Regions from separate parts of the Mus musculus genome. Here region 1 is linked to region 2. A link is a contact called in public HiChIP or PLAC-seq data. All regions are on one chromosome and are shown on one strand. Each heading gives the region's core, a stretch centred on a gene start, on an enhancer-like site or on the middle of the called end of the contact. The rest is flanking DNA. Distances are from core to core; before and after follow the strand shown.

Region 1 (7,224 bases), core at 2,035-4,534, 3.0 Mb after region 2:
GTCCCTCTGGAAGGTCTGGCCTAACCGAGGTCTGACACAGGGGAACTGGCCCGGACTCTCGGCCATGCTGACTCTTCTCCCCGGCAGTGTCTCGGTGATACTCACTCTTCTCTTTACCAGTGCTTTCTTTTTTAACCGTCTCTGCCGGGCCTCCTTCTCCATACCCATCAGCTGACTTGGAGTTAGCTGCTCTTTATACTTGCTCACAGCTTCTTTGTATGCTTTCCACTCAGCTTTAAAATCAGCTTCATAAACCTGTGATGAAAACCTCAAATCAAAATCAATGAACTGGTGCTGCGGGCGAGCTCAACCCATCACATGTCAGGGAAGGACAACTGGACTCAGATAAAGGGAGATGACCAGCCAGGCGAAGACAGATGTGCTCTCAGATGTATTTTTTCACTGCTTGCTAATAATCAAGATGCGAGGACAGCAACTGGCCTTCATTCCTGACCACTGTCAACCACTCACCTGCACTCTGCCCATCCAAATCATCACTTACGAAACAAAAAGGAGAGATTACCTGTGTGGACAGGACCGCTAAGAGGGGAGGTGATACTGAGAAGATGGCTCAGTGAGTAAAGGCCTGCGAATGCTCAGGGTCTAAGACCCTCATAATGGGGGGCGGGGAGGGGCAGACACGGGTGGGCCCCTGGAGCTTGCTGGCCAATCAGCCCACTCAGCTAGCAAGCTATGAGCACATGCAGAAACCCTGCCTGTCCACTGAGCAAACACACACCCTATCTACACAACTGTCAGGAAGCTGACAACAGGAACGCTTACCTTTTTTTCTGCTTCTGGTAGCTCCCTCCACAGGGCTGCAATTTTCCTAACCAATTCTGAAAGTTTTGCATCTACAAATAGAATGGATTAAAAATGGATGTCTCAATTTTATTTCTTAGAGGTTAACTTCTACAACCTTTTGAAAATAGCCTAGTGGCTCTAAAGGCAGACTAATTACATGCATCTCTACACCATACAAATATAATTTTATCAGGAAATGCTAGAAAACTGATATTAGCTTTAAGGAGTATGTTGTAGATTACCAAAACCAGTCCTTGGAAACCCACTGCTAGAGTAAAATAAGCACTTGGGGAAGCACCTGCTTCAAGTTCAGGATGTCTGCATTTTAATTCAAATATTCTGTCATGTCTTTACTGTTAGTAAAACCCAAACAAACCACAAACATGTGCTGCTCACACAATAGCACTTCGCACTCCAATTACAGAAGTACCATTCAGATATAACACTGCTGTAAAAAATAATCCACCCATCTCCATTTCTCCCTCATTCTTAACTGAGGATACAGCTGCTTCATCAACCATGTGTTAGTGCCAAGTCTTCCATTTGAGAAGACAGGGGAATTCCTATAAGCATGTCTCTTCATCTCCTATCTACAAGGTAAGAATTTCAGTCTGATTTCCACTAGCATCCTTCGAGGTACTGGAAGTAAAAGAACTTTGGAAATCCTAAGGACTGACTTATTAATCAGCTACTACCTTTACACCGTATAATCAAATGAAGGCCCTACAACCCTTTCTTAGGCTTCCTGGAAAACTTTTCTAGTTGTAGATCTTTTTCCCACCTTCAGGAGCTTAGATAATTTCCAGTTAAGTTAATGATTTATACAGACCATTATTGTATTATATAGAACACTTCCCGATAAGTTATTTTATTGCACCTTAGACATTACAAACAAGCAACTGCCCAGGACAACTAGGCCTCAACTTTATCTCTTTTCTCTACAGTGCTCTTCACTCTACATGCTTTTGGTTTTTTGGTTTTTTTGGTTTTTTTTTTTAAGATTTACTCATTTTATGTATATGAGTACACAGTGGCCGTCTCCAGACACACCAGAAGAGGGCATAGGATCCCATTACAGATGGTTGTGAGCCACCATGTGGTTGCTGGGAACTGAACTCAGGACCTCTGGAAGAGTCAGTGCTCTTATCCACTGAGCCATCTCTCCTGCCCTCTACATCTTATTTTAAAACTATTTTTCTCATTTATATTTAAAGAACTTCTATTAGTTAAAAAAAAACTTATACAGACTACCAAAGAAAATGACTGTACTAGATGCTCTGGTAATGCAAATCAAAGATTGCAATTAAAAAAAAAATCATATCAGAGAAGATCATAAGCCCCAAACTCCTTACCTGGGTGTTTAGCTTTAAATTTGGGTAGCTGTTCTGTGGAAAATCGAAGGTATGAACTCATAGGTTTCTTTGGATAGCTACCCATGCTGGAAAAACACTTCGGAATACAGACAAGACTACACACAAGTAAAAAGAACGGAATGTCAGATACGTGTAACAGTCATACACAGATCTCAGATTCTAAGTACAAAGTCAGCCAAGGTGCTGTACATCCAACACCTCCACCTAAAATGCTAATAACTAGCCCAGCAGTTGTGGCACAGGCCTTTAATCCCAACATTCTAGTGGCAGAGCAGGTGGATCTCTGTTAAGTCAATGACAGCCTAGTCTACAAAAGGAGTTCTAGGACAGCCAGGGCTATGCAGAGAGACCCAATCTTTTAAATTAAAAAAAAAAAAAAAGTCAACCAATCAACCAAAAAAATATATAATCGTAATAACCTTTGAGTGCATTTCCCTTCCCTCTGCTGTGCTAAGAATTCAATTAAACGCAAGGGGCTTCAGCTGTATAAGCTCCATAACCGACTTACTTTAACAACCTACCCTAAGCAAAAAAATAAAAGAGGTTGCAGGGCTGAGGCTTGCAAACAGGGCAGGTTTGGGTGACCTAGCCAAACCAAAGAGGGGTGAAGCAAGTCCTAGCATCATGGGTGACCTAGCCAAACCAAAGAGGGGCCTGCAGGGCTAAAACAAGTCGTGGCATCCTGGGTGACCTCCTGGCAGCGTCCGGGCGAGCGTTCCGCGCCACAACTTCAGGGCCCGCCTCCAAGGCAGAAGGAGAGCGCCCTAGGCGCCGAAAGGTAGAAGGTGACAGGAAGTGGGGTCGGGTACCAAAAGGCGCGAGACCCCAGGCGGCCCGGAGGACGAGGGTGGGACGAGGGCAGACGGACGCCTGAACGAACGGCGTCCCTCGCCCGCGGCCTACCTGATAGACGAGGGGATGCGACCCCCGCAGCCCGCGCACATCTCGACCCCCGTGCGCCCCAGTGCTTTTAGCACGCTCCACATTCCCCGGAACAGCGCCATCGCTCGGGCCGACGAATGATGGCCCGGCGCCGTCCGGTTCGTCTCACGCAATACGGTGCCTATGGACTGCCACACTACCAGCGTGGGAACTCCGGGGGCTTGTTATCATGCCCGCCGCGCGCGGGGTACTGTGGGAAGCCCGGACTTCCGGTCCGCGGCAGGAGGCGGGGAGGACAGGAGGTGCTGTGCGTCCCCCACCGCTCAGTGGGCGGGGCCGGGCCGAGGAGGGGGCGGAGCCTGAGGCTAGGGAGGGTGGGCCTGGTCTAAGGTGGGTGTTGCTGAGCGGCGGCTTACCCCCAGGCCCCTGCCATGTGTTCTCCTGGGCTGCCTGCGTGCTGTTGCTGGACCATGGGCCTGGGCTGCCTACTGAGCTTCGTGACGCTGGTGCTGCGGCTTGTGTCACAGTGCCTGGCTACTGAAGTTAGAGATCCGTGGTACTGCTGATGCCCCAACAGCAAACTGCATGTTTCATGAGTCCGCAGGAAAGCCCACAAGGCTACTGGAGGGGTGGAAGAGAGGGAGGAGTGGTCTTGAAATGGATCGCCTTATTTATCTTCTCTTTAACAATTAATAGAAAGGAATGAGGGTTCCCAAGATGGCCCAGAGCCTGGCAAGCTGAGTTCTATCCCCAAGACCTACATGATTAAAAGAGAGAACCAACTCAAACAAGTTGCCCTCTGACTTTGACATACACACACACACAAACATGTACACAAAAGGAAATGTGTCACGAAAAAAAAATTAATAAACTGAACCCAGCTTGATGGTGCAGGCCTGTAATCCCAGCCCTTGGGAGGCGGAGGCAGGCATTCAAATTCATCCCCTGCTACATAGCAAGTTCAAAACTACATGAGACCCTGCCTCAAAACAAAAACCCAAACAACTAGCCCTCATAATAGCAACAAAGCAAGAATATTCTTCACTTGATCTTCTCCAAAAGGCTGAGAAGCGATAGCAAAAATATTCTTATATTAATACCTGAGCAGGGCATGCCAGAGCCCTGAATATTGTTTCCCACTTTGCAGATCACGTGGACTAGATGAGCTTAGCCAGCCAAACCACTGAAATTGTGGGACCAGGATGGACTTGAGGTAGTGTACAGTTTGTGTCCTACAAAAAACTCAATTTTTGTTTGTTTGGTTGGTTTTTTTTTTTTTTTTAATTCAATGGCATGGAAAAGATTAGGAAGATCTAAAAATGGTCAAGGGCTTCAATCTGTTAAAATATGTTGCTTAAGGTCTGGGAATGTGGCTTAACTGGTAGGGATGCCTGCCAGGATGCACAGAAAGCCGTTGGCTTAGATCCCCCCCATAAGCCAGGATCCTCACATAGAGCAGGCATGGTGTCTTAAGCCTCTAGTTCCAGAACTTGGGAAGCTGAGGCAGGACCACAAGTGCAGGGTTATCCTTGCCTACAAAGTAAATTCCAGGTCAGTCAGGCTAGAGACTTTGTTTCAAAGGTAAAATAAATAAATAACATTTAAAAATAACTATGTCATCCATCAGGCTCAGAGGTGAATGCTTTCACTCCAATCACTCTGGAGGTAAGAAGTGGGTAGAGATCTGTGATTGAGAGTTTGCTCTATATACAAGTTCCAGGTCGGCCAGAGTTAGCATGGTGAGAATATACCTAACAACAACAGCCTCTTCTGCTGCCTACCTGTACTTTTTTTTTTTTCTGAAAAGAAAGCAAAATCTTACTAGTGTAACACTGAGCTGAGAGTCTACTTCCTTTCTGCAGCTTTAAAACATTGTCTCCTTCAAGAGACAGAGGACCACACCCACTCCTCTAAACCCACTCCTTCTAAGCCCAGTTTACCATCACTTCCGGTTTCATTTCATTCTCTCTTGAGGGTAAAGGGGACTTCCAGCTCGTCCTTTCAAACCTCCTGTCACAACAGCAACAAGATCCTTTGTGTTTGGTTTGCCCTTGGAGTGTATCCAAACAGATGTAAAAACACATTTTCCTGTAAGTCCAGGCACCGAGCAATTAGAAATTATAGCGTCTTCCTAAAATGGAAGTCTGCATAAGACATAATTTCTCCTTAACCCCCTGTCGAGAGATTTCTAAAATAATTTGCCATTATAAATCAAGTAGAATATATCCTTGTAATGTTTTTATTGTAGATGCATTCTTTAACTGTCTGCATTTGCAGCTACTAAATAAATAAATAAGTAAGTAAATAAATAAATAAATAAATAAATAAATAAAGCTTAGCACAACACAGCCTTTCCCCAGATTCTGTCCTCTATGCCCATAATTCTGTCTGTCATAGCCTCATGGCTTATGTATTCTATGTAACCCAGATCTCTCATTTCATCTCCAGACCCCACTGAGTGCCAATGCTGCATGGTCCCTGTATTTTAATACGGATCACAATCCTTTTAGAGTCGTTGCCTTAGGACATCTCTACCATGATGTCTTACTGAAACCCAAGTTTTAAAATTCTGTGAACAAAAGTAATGGTTTTTGCACTCTATTGATGTTTCCTACTTCCCTCATCCAAGTCAATAAATTCCTGTTCATTGTAGAATCTCCTTATTGATACGCCACTCGATAACCCACTGCTGAGGAGGAATGCTGCTGAGGAGGGATGGATGCTGCTGAGGAGGGATAGATGCAGCTGAGGAGGAATGCTGCTGAGGAGGGATGGGTGCTGCTGAGGAGGGATAGATGCAGCTGAGGAGGGATGGATGCAACTGAGGAGGGATGGATGCTGCTGAGGAGGGATGGATGCAGCTGAGGAGGGATGGATGCTGCTGAGGAGGGATGGATGCTGCTGAGGAGGGATGGATGCTGCTGAGGAGGATAGATGGATGATGATGAGGAATGGGTGCTGCTGAGGAGGGATGGATGCTGCTGAGGAGGATGGATGGATGATGATGAGGAATGGGTGCTGCTGAGGAGGAATGGGTGCTGCTGAGGAGGGATGGATGCTGCTGAGGAGGGATGGGTGGATGATGATGAGGGATGGGTGCTGCTGAGGAGAGATGGATGCTGCTGAGGAGGGATGGATGATGCTGAAGAGGGATGGATGATACTGAGGAGAGATGGGTGCTGCTGAGGAGTGATGGATGCTGCTGAGGAGGGATGGATGCTGCTGAGGAGGGATGGATGCTGCTGAGGAGGGATGGATGGATGATGATGAGGGATGGTGCTGCTGAGGAGAGATGGATGCTGCTGAGGAGGGATGGATGATACTGAGGAGAGATGGATGCTGCTGAGGAGTGATGGATGCTGCTGAGGAGGGATGGATGCTGCTGAGGAGGGATGGATGGATGATGATGAGGGATGGGTGCTGCTGAGGAGAGATGGATGCTGCTGAGGAGTGATGGATGGATGATGATGAGGGATGGATGGATGATGATGAGGGATGGGTGCTGCTGAGGAGGGATGGATGATACTGAGGAGGGATGGATGATACTGAGGAGATGGATGATGCTAAGGAAGATGGATGGATGATGATGATGTGGATGGATGCTGCTGAGGAGGGATGGATGATGATGAGGAATGGGTGCTGCTGAGGAGAGATGGATGCTGCTGAGGAGGGATGGGTGCTGCTGAGGAGGGATGGATGATACTGAGGAGAGATGGATGCTGCTGAGGAGGGATGGGTGCTGCTGAGGAGGGTTGGATGCTGCTAAGGAGAATGGATGGATGATGATGATAATGAGGGGTGGATGCTGCTGAGGAGGGACAGATGAGGAGGAGGATGGATGGATGCTGCTGAGGTCGGGTGGATCTACCTTCCAGTATACATCCTCATTGATGTTATAGCCAGAAACATCCTGGAAAATCACTTATTCCCAAGTGGTAAAAAATGCACTCAGTTTCTCAGGGCGGGCCTGAGGTTAAATACCTTTTGCAGGGAGGATTGTCTCGGAAGGGGAGTTTATTGGCTAAGCCTCCAGGCCTTTAGGTACCTCATTAAATTAGAGATCTGTCTTTGTAGAAATAGAAAAGAAGGACCAGAAAGTGAGTCCATGGAGTTATGGAGATGGCTCAGTAAGCACTGTGGGGAATGGGACTCTGCACAGACAGGA
Region 2 (7,719 bases), core at 1,308-3,807:
CTCCTGGGTTTAGTCCGAAGTCTGTTAGGCACCAGCTCTTTTCTGGATATTTAATCCTTCCCTTCTCCAGATCACAGGCCATGTTGAAGTAATAAATTTGAAAAGCAAATAATAAGAAATCAGGAAGGGGGAGGGAGAGAAGGAAGACAGCTGCGCAGCAAAGTTGGGTCGGGGGAGGGGCTTGAGCCCAGGGGGGTGGGGAGGAAGGCGCTCAACCTGTTGGTGGGCTGCAGGGGTCCCACTCTGCATCCACACACCACCTTAGTCAGGCTGCAGGCGGAGCCCGGAAAGCCGAATGCTTACACCCTAGGCTTTTCGGGGAGGGCGGGGGAGGGGTGTGTGCCGGGAGGAGGGCGGAGCTTATTTCCGAAAAGGCAGATTCCTGGGCCGAGGTTCTGACGAACTCCCTTAATTAACCAGCCGCGGACCACTGAGGGGTAATTCGATCCGGGGGAGAGGGAGTGAGCTAGCAAGGCCAAAAGTGCAATCAACTCCATCAGCTCCAGGAATTTCTGCCTGGGCTGGCAGCTCCAGGGCCCCGGAGGAGTTCAGCACCGAACCATTCATTTAACAACAGACCTACCTCGAAAGCTCGCGAGCCTGGCGCCGAGCTAGCTGCCCTCAAAAGTCTCAGTCTGATCACCCTGCTCTGTCTCGGGAGACACAAAGCCTGGCCAGGGGGCCGTGCGCCCTCCCTCCCACCGCGCCCTGGGCGCAGACTCCCCAAAATAGTTCCCGTGTGTGTGTGTGTGTGTGTGTGTGTGTGTGTGTGTGTGTGTGTGTGTGTGTGAGTGTGTGTGTGTAGGGGGGTAACGATCACTCCACCAAGCTCGGCCCTCGGACCCGGGGAGCCCATAGAGGTGCGGTCACACCCGCAGTGACAGAGCCCGAGGGAGGTGGCCTGGTGGCGGCGCCGCAGGGTCCTCCCCGCGTCCATCCCGCGCACAGACTCGCACCTCACCGCAGAGGCCCCTGCACCCAGCCCCACACCCTACTGGAAGACGTCCACTTCGCGTGGAGTCACTGGAAACCAGAACATCAAATGGCTCCGGGAGGAGGGGGAGTGGGCGCGAGATAGTTCTTAATGCCGAACGTGTTTGTGCCGGTTACACGACCGCTTTGAAATCCGCCCGGGCAGATGCGCAAGTTATTTGAATGTATTATCCCAGTACCTGTCATTTATCACTTCAGTCAACACGCCTTTGCCAACTCAATTGCTTTTGATCTCATTCTGCCTCCGTTTCGTAATTTCCGCCCTCTTAAACATATCAAATACTTAAAAGAAAAAAAAAAAACGTGAACAATATCAAAACCCACTAAAAGAAAGCTACCCAGCCCAGGAGCCAGGCATGAAGTAAAAAAATTAAAAAAATTAAAAAGCAAAAAATATGTACATTAAAATATGTATATTAAAGCATGAGATATTAATCTTCAAGAAGAGGTAGCTAAACGAACACACACACACACACACACACACACACACACACACACACACACACCCTGGAACAAAACCCTTCTTGACAAGTTATTTGATCTTGACTAAAATCAGCAGTTGGACGGTCTTTGTAAAGCTGACAGCCAAACTCTGACAATGGTAAAATACTCCAGCCCCAGTTAGTGGCGCTACCCCTTTAAAAAACGAGCGGATCCTGCTCACCGCAGAACTGAATACAGTATTTTCAAGCTTGCCTTATAATACGCATTACTGGAGGGGGGGGGTAGATAATAAAGAAGGAAGAGAGGGAGAGATAGGTTTACCACCTCGCCATGGTCGCTATTTCTGCCCTGGGGAGTGTCTTCGGGGAGGAAATAAAGTTTCGAGCTGGATAAAAGTTGCCGGCTGGTCCTTTCTTCCCACAACAGCTGGAGCTCCGCTATGCAAATCGGATCCTTTGGCGTACATCTTACAAAGAAAAAGTCGCCAAGGGACAAGATTCTTGGTTTGCCTTCAAGGTGGAATTGAAAAGCCTTATAAAAAATATAAGGTCCGTGCAAGCCACACGGTGAGCCGACCCACTGCAGGAGGGGGAGAGAGAGGGAGAGAGAGAGAGAGAAAAAAAAAAGCACCACGTAAATAATGTAGCCATCAAGCACAAATATCTATTCCCAGGCACATTAACACACAAGACTCTCAATACAGACCGGCCCACAGATAGAACGCTGGGTGAAAAAATATTACAAAACCCACTAATTTTCTGCCTCCCTTAAAAAAAAAAAAAGAAAGAAAGAAAAAGAAAAGAAAAGAAAGAAAGAAAGAAAAGAAAAGAAAAAAAAAGCCCTCCGGGTCCCCACCACCCCTCCCCAGTTCCCCATATGAGGCGATAAAATTACATTATGTAGGTATGATCAGCGCAGGGATTTTTAAAAAAAACAATAAAAATGATTTTGGGGGGATGCAGAGGGTAAAAGTTTGGTAAAAAGTTTGTGGGGGGTGTGAGGGGGTGTGAGGGGGTGGGTGAGCTGGGGGGCTGGGGGGTGCCGGGGGGCGCCGGGACCGCAGGAGCGGAGGAGAGCGAAATACCTGGAGTGAGTTGGGCTCCATCTCGACGTTCTGAATTGATTGAACTCAACATTCTCTCCAAACTTGTTGGCTTGAATGGATTGCATCAGGTCCTGGCAGGGGAAAGCATTCTCTGCTTGCAGCCGGCGTGATGTCTCAATATAAAACTAAGCTCTAGCCTCCCCCTCAGCACCAAAATGATTGAAAATATATCCTAATATTTCCTCGAAGACTCAATTTTCATCTCCTGTAAAAAAGATGTGGGTTTGCTGCCAAAGATGGGTTGATCAAATTCGAAATAGGGAGAAGGGCTAAGTCCGACCTCGGCGGGAAGAGAATGGATCAAGGCAAAAAGCAGACAGGAAGATGTAAAAAAAAATTGAAACCCATCCTAAAACCAAGTAATGAGGGTATCTTTCTCTTCTCAGTTCCTCGTGTCTGTGGGTAACGTCGGTTGAGATTTTTGGAGCAGACCAAGTCTCTCGAGCTGCGTTGTGCATCTGACAGGACCTGCTTGTATATGTCTAATATAAAGAACATTTCCTGCAGAGATTCCGGGGCGCCGCTCCTCTTTCTAATGCTCCTTAGCAGATTTGCTGTTATTAGACATGTAGATTTGTTTGATAGTTAAATTACGTTTCCTCACTGCCATGTTTGAGAGAACTAATCTGTTAAATTATCTTCTGATGCCTATTTACACGGAAGGGAAAAGTGGGTTATCGATTATATAAACATATAAATATTAATGCATTTGTTCGCTTCGCAAAAAAAAAATACTCAGCAGGGGGGAAAAAAAGGAAGAAGAAGAGCAGAAAGACAAGTGAGCAGTACACACACGTCTCGTGATTTTGCAACAATATTGAACGGACAGCAACTACATTTAGGGAGAGGAACAATAAACCATGCATGATAAATCAATACATGCGAGCCGCGAGTCTGCTCGGAATATGAATTCGGGCTCTGGGTTCTGCGTGTGCATTCTTTAATTTTGAAGTATATACACTCGTACGTGTTTACAATGCTGATGGACGCCAAGGGCTCTCTCAAATGATAATGTGTTTATATAACCCGGCGCTACAGGAATAATATACCGACTTCTACCCCACCCCCAATCCTTCCCGTGCCCCCCTCCTCCCAAAAGGGAGGGGGAGCTTTCTCGGTAATAGTTTGAAACTGAAAAAAATAATCCATTTGCAAACTAGTTAAATACCATCAGAAATTAAGCTGTTGGAAACGGAGGTGGGGGGTGGTTAACACAACGTAAGACAATAAAGGTTTTAAATGTGTATATTTATTGTTCTGGAGCCCTGGAGCATTGCGCGGTTTGCATGCACGGCTATTATGCAAACAGAGAAACTTAAGAGCCACAGAACAAGGAACAGGCAGGGACTGCAAAACCCTCGCTCGCTGCGACCCAGCTGCCGGTCCTCCGCCTGGCTCGCTTGCATTTTCGCAGCATTGATGTAAAATGGTGTACTCGCTTCCTCCACCCCTTCCCGGCTCTCCTCCCACTCTTTCCAGCACCCCTCCCCAACCCCCCAGCGATTTTATTATATTGGCACCAATCTTTCCAGAGTGGGTCTGGCAGGCTAAAAAAGTAAACATGTACTATATGGGGGATAAGGTTTGTATAGTACGACAGTTGAAACTCGATCCGCGATAAAATTACAGGATGTTGAAATTACTAGCAAGCTATTTTTAACGCTTTCGCAACGTTTCACCTCTACCCGCAGCATCGAGTTGAGACAGGATTACTTTAATGAAAATTATATTCACATGGCTGAAGTTAATACACCCAGCAGAGCACAAACGCCTCATCTTCGGTGATCTGGCGGTGGAAGGACCCTCTGTGTGTGTTTTGACGCTTTTTTTCCATAACGTCTGCCTCCGCTGCAGTAAGAATTAGGGCGCTTAACATTATCTAAAACACATTTTTTTGATTCAGAACATGGAGAAGTCATAAAAAAGGCAAGATGTATCTTGTTTCTATATACACAGAGATAAACGAAAGAAAATGGCAGATCCTCCAATTACAATAAGTAATAAAAGCCCATGCCAAAAAGCCCGTATTCTGGAAGCTGTCGAAAAGCTATTTTAATAATTTAAAGTAATATTCCAACTCTGCACCGTGGGGGAGGACAGTGTACCAATTTACAGTCTTCCATCTTTTGCATTAGCCAAATTATGACCTGCACATCACTCCTTAATTATCTTCCTTGAAATTTCATCTGATCTTACCATTTCATAAACATGGGTTAGAGAGAGAAATTACAGCCCTTTCGCCCTCTCTTTTTAACTTTATGGTGCACGCTGCAGACGTTTGATTAGAATAACCCATTTTGTTCATTTTTAACATATGAATGGATTTGACTGAAGGGCATTTTACATATTTAAAAAAAATATTCATGAGCTGCCTCGGGCTTCTGGTAGCCTCTGTCCTGTTAGTGTAAATATATACATTCAATTCAAAAGATGATATATTAAAAAAACTTGAGTTGCTGTATTTTGACAAGATTTTTCTTTGAGATCATCTATGAGTCAGTTTCCTGCCTGACCAAGGCGGCTGCATTTATGCAGGAAACCTCGACACAGTGCCTGAGGGCATCCCTGGATTGTGTATTAAACCTCTCTTAAAAAACACACAGCTTTCCACAGCATTTGAGCAACTTGGGTAGTCTTTAAGTGTCTGTAAATGACTTCACCTAATTAGAACCCTTCTTCTATGTCTCTTGAAGGTAGGCACTACACTAGGCTGCGCTGCTTTAATCTCCCTGATAAGGTCTTCCAAACCCAGCTCTGAATATTTCTGAATATTTGCATTTTTATAATCAGATCCCTGCTAAACCTTCAAACTGAATTTCTCCCCCTCTTCCTCCAGTACCTCGAACCCCACTCCCATGAACATCATAAATCTACTAAATCAATGGCCTATCCGATACTGAGAAAGGCCTTTAAAATCACAGATCACTGTGTTAGTGCCCCCCCCACCTCAAAAAAAATCTGTTCTTACCTCTTTAATGTGATGTTTGATAGACACCTGTAAATTATCTGTGTAGCAACTATCCATACAAAGAAAGTTTCAATTAAGATAAGGAGATTGTATTGAAACAGTTCTTTGAAGTAATGTAGTTAATAGCCTGTTTGATTTCTGCTTGTGAGAGAGTAATAACGTGGATTCAGGCTCCATCAATCACAGAGCAGATGTAAGACTTGAGACACCGACACCCAGGGGAATAGAGGCAAACTCCAGCAGCGCAGGGTCCCTGGGCTAATGTAAAGTAAATACTCATAAACAGATTGAATGCTGTAAGAAGACAATCCATTCAAGACAGTTATAATCATGAAAGCAACTGCTCTATTTATCTATAAAAAGGCTTGTAGTGGGGACTGACTGGGTCTGAGAAGAGGAGGAGGAGGGTAGAGCAGTGTATGTTTACACGAACCAATATTTCTTTTTTTCCCTTGTACTGAAACTCAGTAACCTCCACCCACACATGTATATTCCTGCTGCCTTATGAGCTCCCAATTGAACTGTTACCTAATATATTTAAAAGGTTTAAAAATTAGTATACACACACACACACACACACACACACACACCCTGGGCCTCAAGGGGCTTGGGGGTGGGGTGGGGGAGACACATTATTCGGTGTGTGTGAATCGTTCCATAAAGGATCAGGAGGATTAAGTTAGCTGCAAAACCCAGCAGTGACATAATTAGGCAGCTCGGGCTATAATAAACAGGATCATAAAAAAAAAAAGTACAGTTTGAAGAAAGAAGGCGTCCATTTCGAAACCTCCCATCTCTCCACTCACCTCAGGGCCTCCCCTCCCCTCTTCCCCCCCCACCAAAAAATTGCAAAAGGCAACTGAAGCATTTTTTGACCTTGGCTACAATAATACTTCATGTTTTAGCACTTTAGTCAGCATTTTATCTACTAATTGCTACACACTACCGCGTGTGGCTCAAATCTGCCACTGCAGCTTGCTTTCATTGGTGAGCGAATTGCTTGATAAAAACTGGGAACTCAACCTGGCTATTTCCTTTCTGGCTCCCCCTCCGCGCCCCCACCTCCTCCATTTTTTTTTTTTTTTCTTCTCGCGCTCTCTCTCTCTTACAGCTAGACGACACTATTTTTTAGAAACCTCCCACGCTGATGAAAACAGGGGCGGTGAATGGAACCCCAATGACCTTCCACAGGGCAGGGGGTGGGCGAAAGAGGAGTGTGGGGAGCACTGGGAAAGGGGTGGGGAGCGGGGCAAAACAGGGAGGTGGATCTCGGCCTGCTGATGCCAGGTCACTCAGAAAGCCCAGACCTTGGCTAGTGAGTGTTGGGCAGGGTGACCAGTCAGAGGGGTTCCAGCTGCCCACCTGGGGTTCTCCCCTCACTTGATTAGCCAAGAAGTGGGGATCCAGAGGTAACCCCTAGACAGTGTGGACTGAGTCGTGACTTTAAAAGTCAGCCCGGTGTGATGGTCAGCCACCGCCTGGCCCATCCCCCTGCTAGGCTGGCGCCACGGCGAGCCAGGGCTGGTTGGCGACCGTCAGAAGGCAGCCTCCAGCAGAGCGGGCTCGCCGGGCTGTGCAACAAGTCTACAGTTAGGATGATAAACAGGGTTATACGGGTCAGTGCTTTCCCGGAGACCTCTAGTGGTCAAAGGTTGAGCTACACCTTAAATGTGGGATTCCTGGCTGCAGCAGCGGTCTTCAGGGCTGGGGTGGGCGTGGGATACTAGCCCTGAACCAGGCTGTGGAGACGTTTCTAAATGGATTTCGAATGGGATGCAGGAATGACGTGGGAAACTTGGAGAAAGGCATCCTTGCGCAAAGGTCGCATGATGGTCTTTGTGGACAGGGAAAGCCCCAAGGCCCCTTCTTACCTCGGATGAGTCGCATATTTTCAGCGAGCAAATCATTTCCATTCCTAGGATCAATGTCGAACCTGTTTTGTTTTTTTCTAATGTTTGCAAATTAATTTTGAGTCCTAACTTACCTCAATCACCAAAACCACTTAATTTTAACTAACCTTTAAATGTCTCTGATGTTTATGACTTACATAGCATACAAACGCCAAACTTCTTTTTAAAAATGTTGTATAAAACATACTGACTCTCAATCTCCTTTTATTCTGGCATGTCTTGCTGTTAGAAAGGATGGTAGTAACTCACAACACGCCCCCCATCCGGCTCTTGAGATTCATTTGTGACCCAGCTGGCCC

The links. HiChIP or PLAC-seq counts read pairs in DNA pulled down with a chosen protein or histone mark.
Region 1: a contact with region 2 is called in an H3K27ac HiChIP or PLAC-seq map of large pre-B cells, with 3 times the contacts expected there. The contact joins the promoter of Tfam here to the promoter of Arid5b in region 2. A contact is called at or near these places in 1 of 39 promoter capture datasets (embryonic stem cells) and 1 of 115 datasets of contacts at active chromatin or transcription factors (large pre-B cells).

What each region holds. Positions count from the first base shown.
Region 1 is chr10:71,234,760-71,241,983 of GRCm38.p6, forward strand. It overlaps Tfam (transcription factor A, mitochondrial), which reads right to left and starts at 3,285. Exons shown (of 7, transcript NM_009360.4): 1 at 3,081-3,285; 2 at 2,157-2,272; 3 at 784-854; 4 at 106-255. The coding sequence starts at 3,181.
Region 2 is chr10:68,276,169-68,283,887 of GRCm38.p6, forward strand. Arid5b (AT rich interactive domain 5B (MRF1-like)) reads right to left here and starts at 2,558. Exons shown (of 10, transcript NM_023598.2): 1 at 2,522-2,558; 2 at 1,762-2,016. The coding sequence starts at 2,542.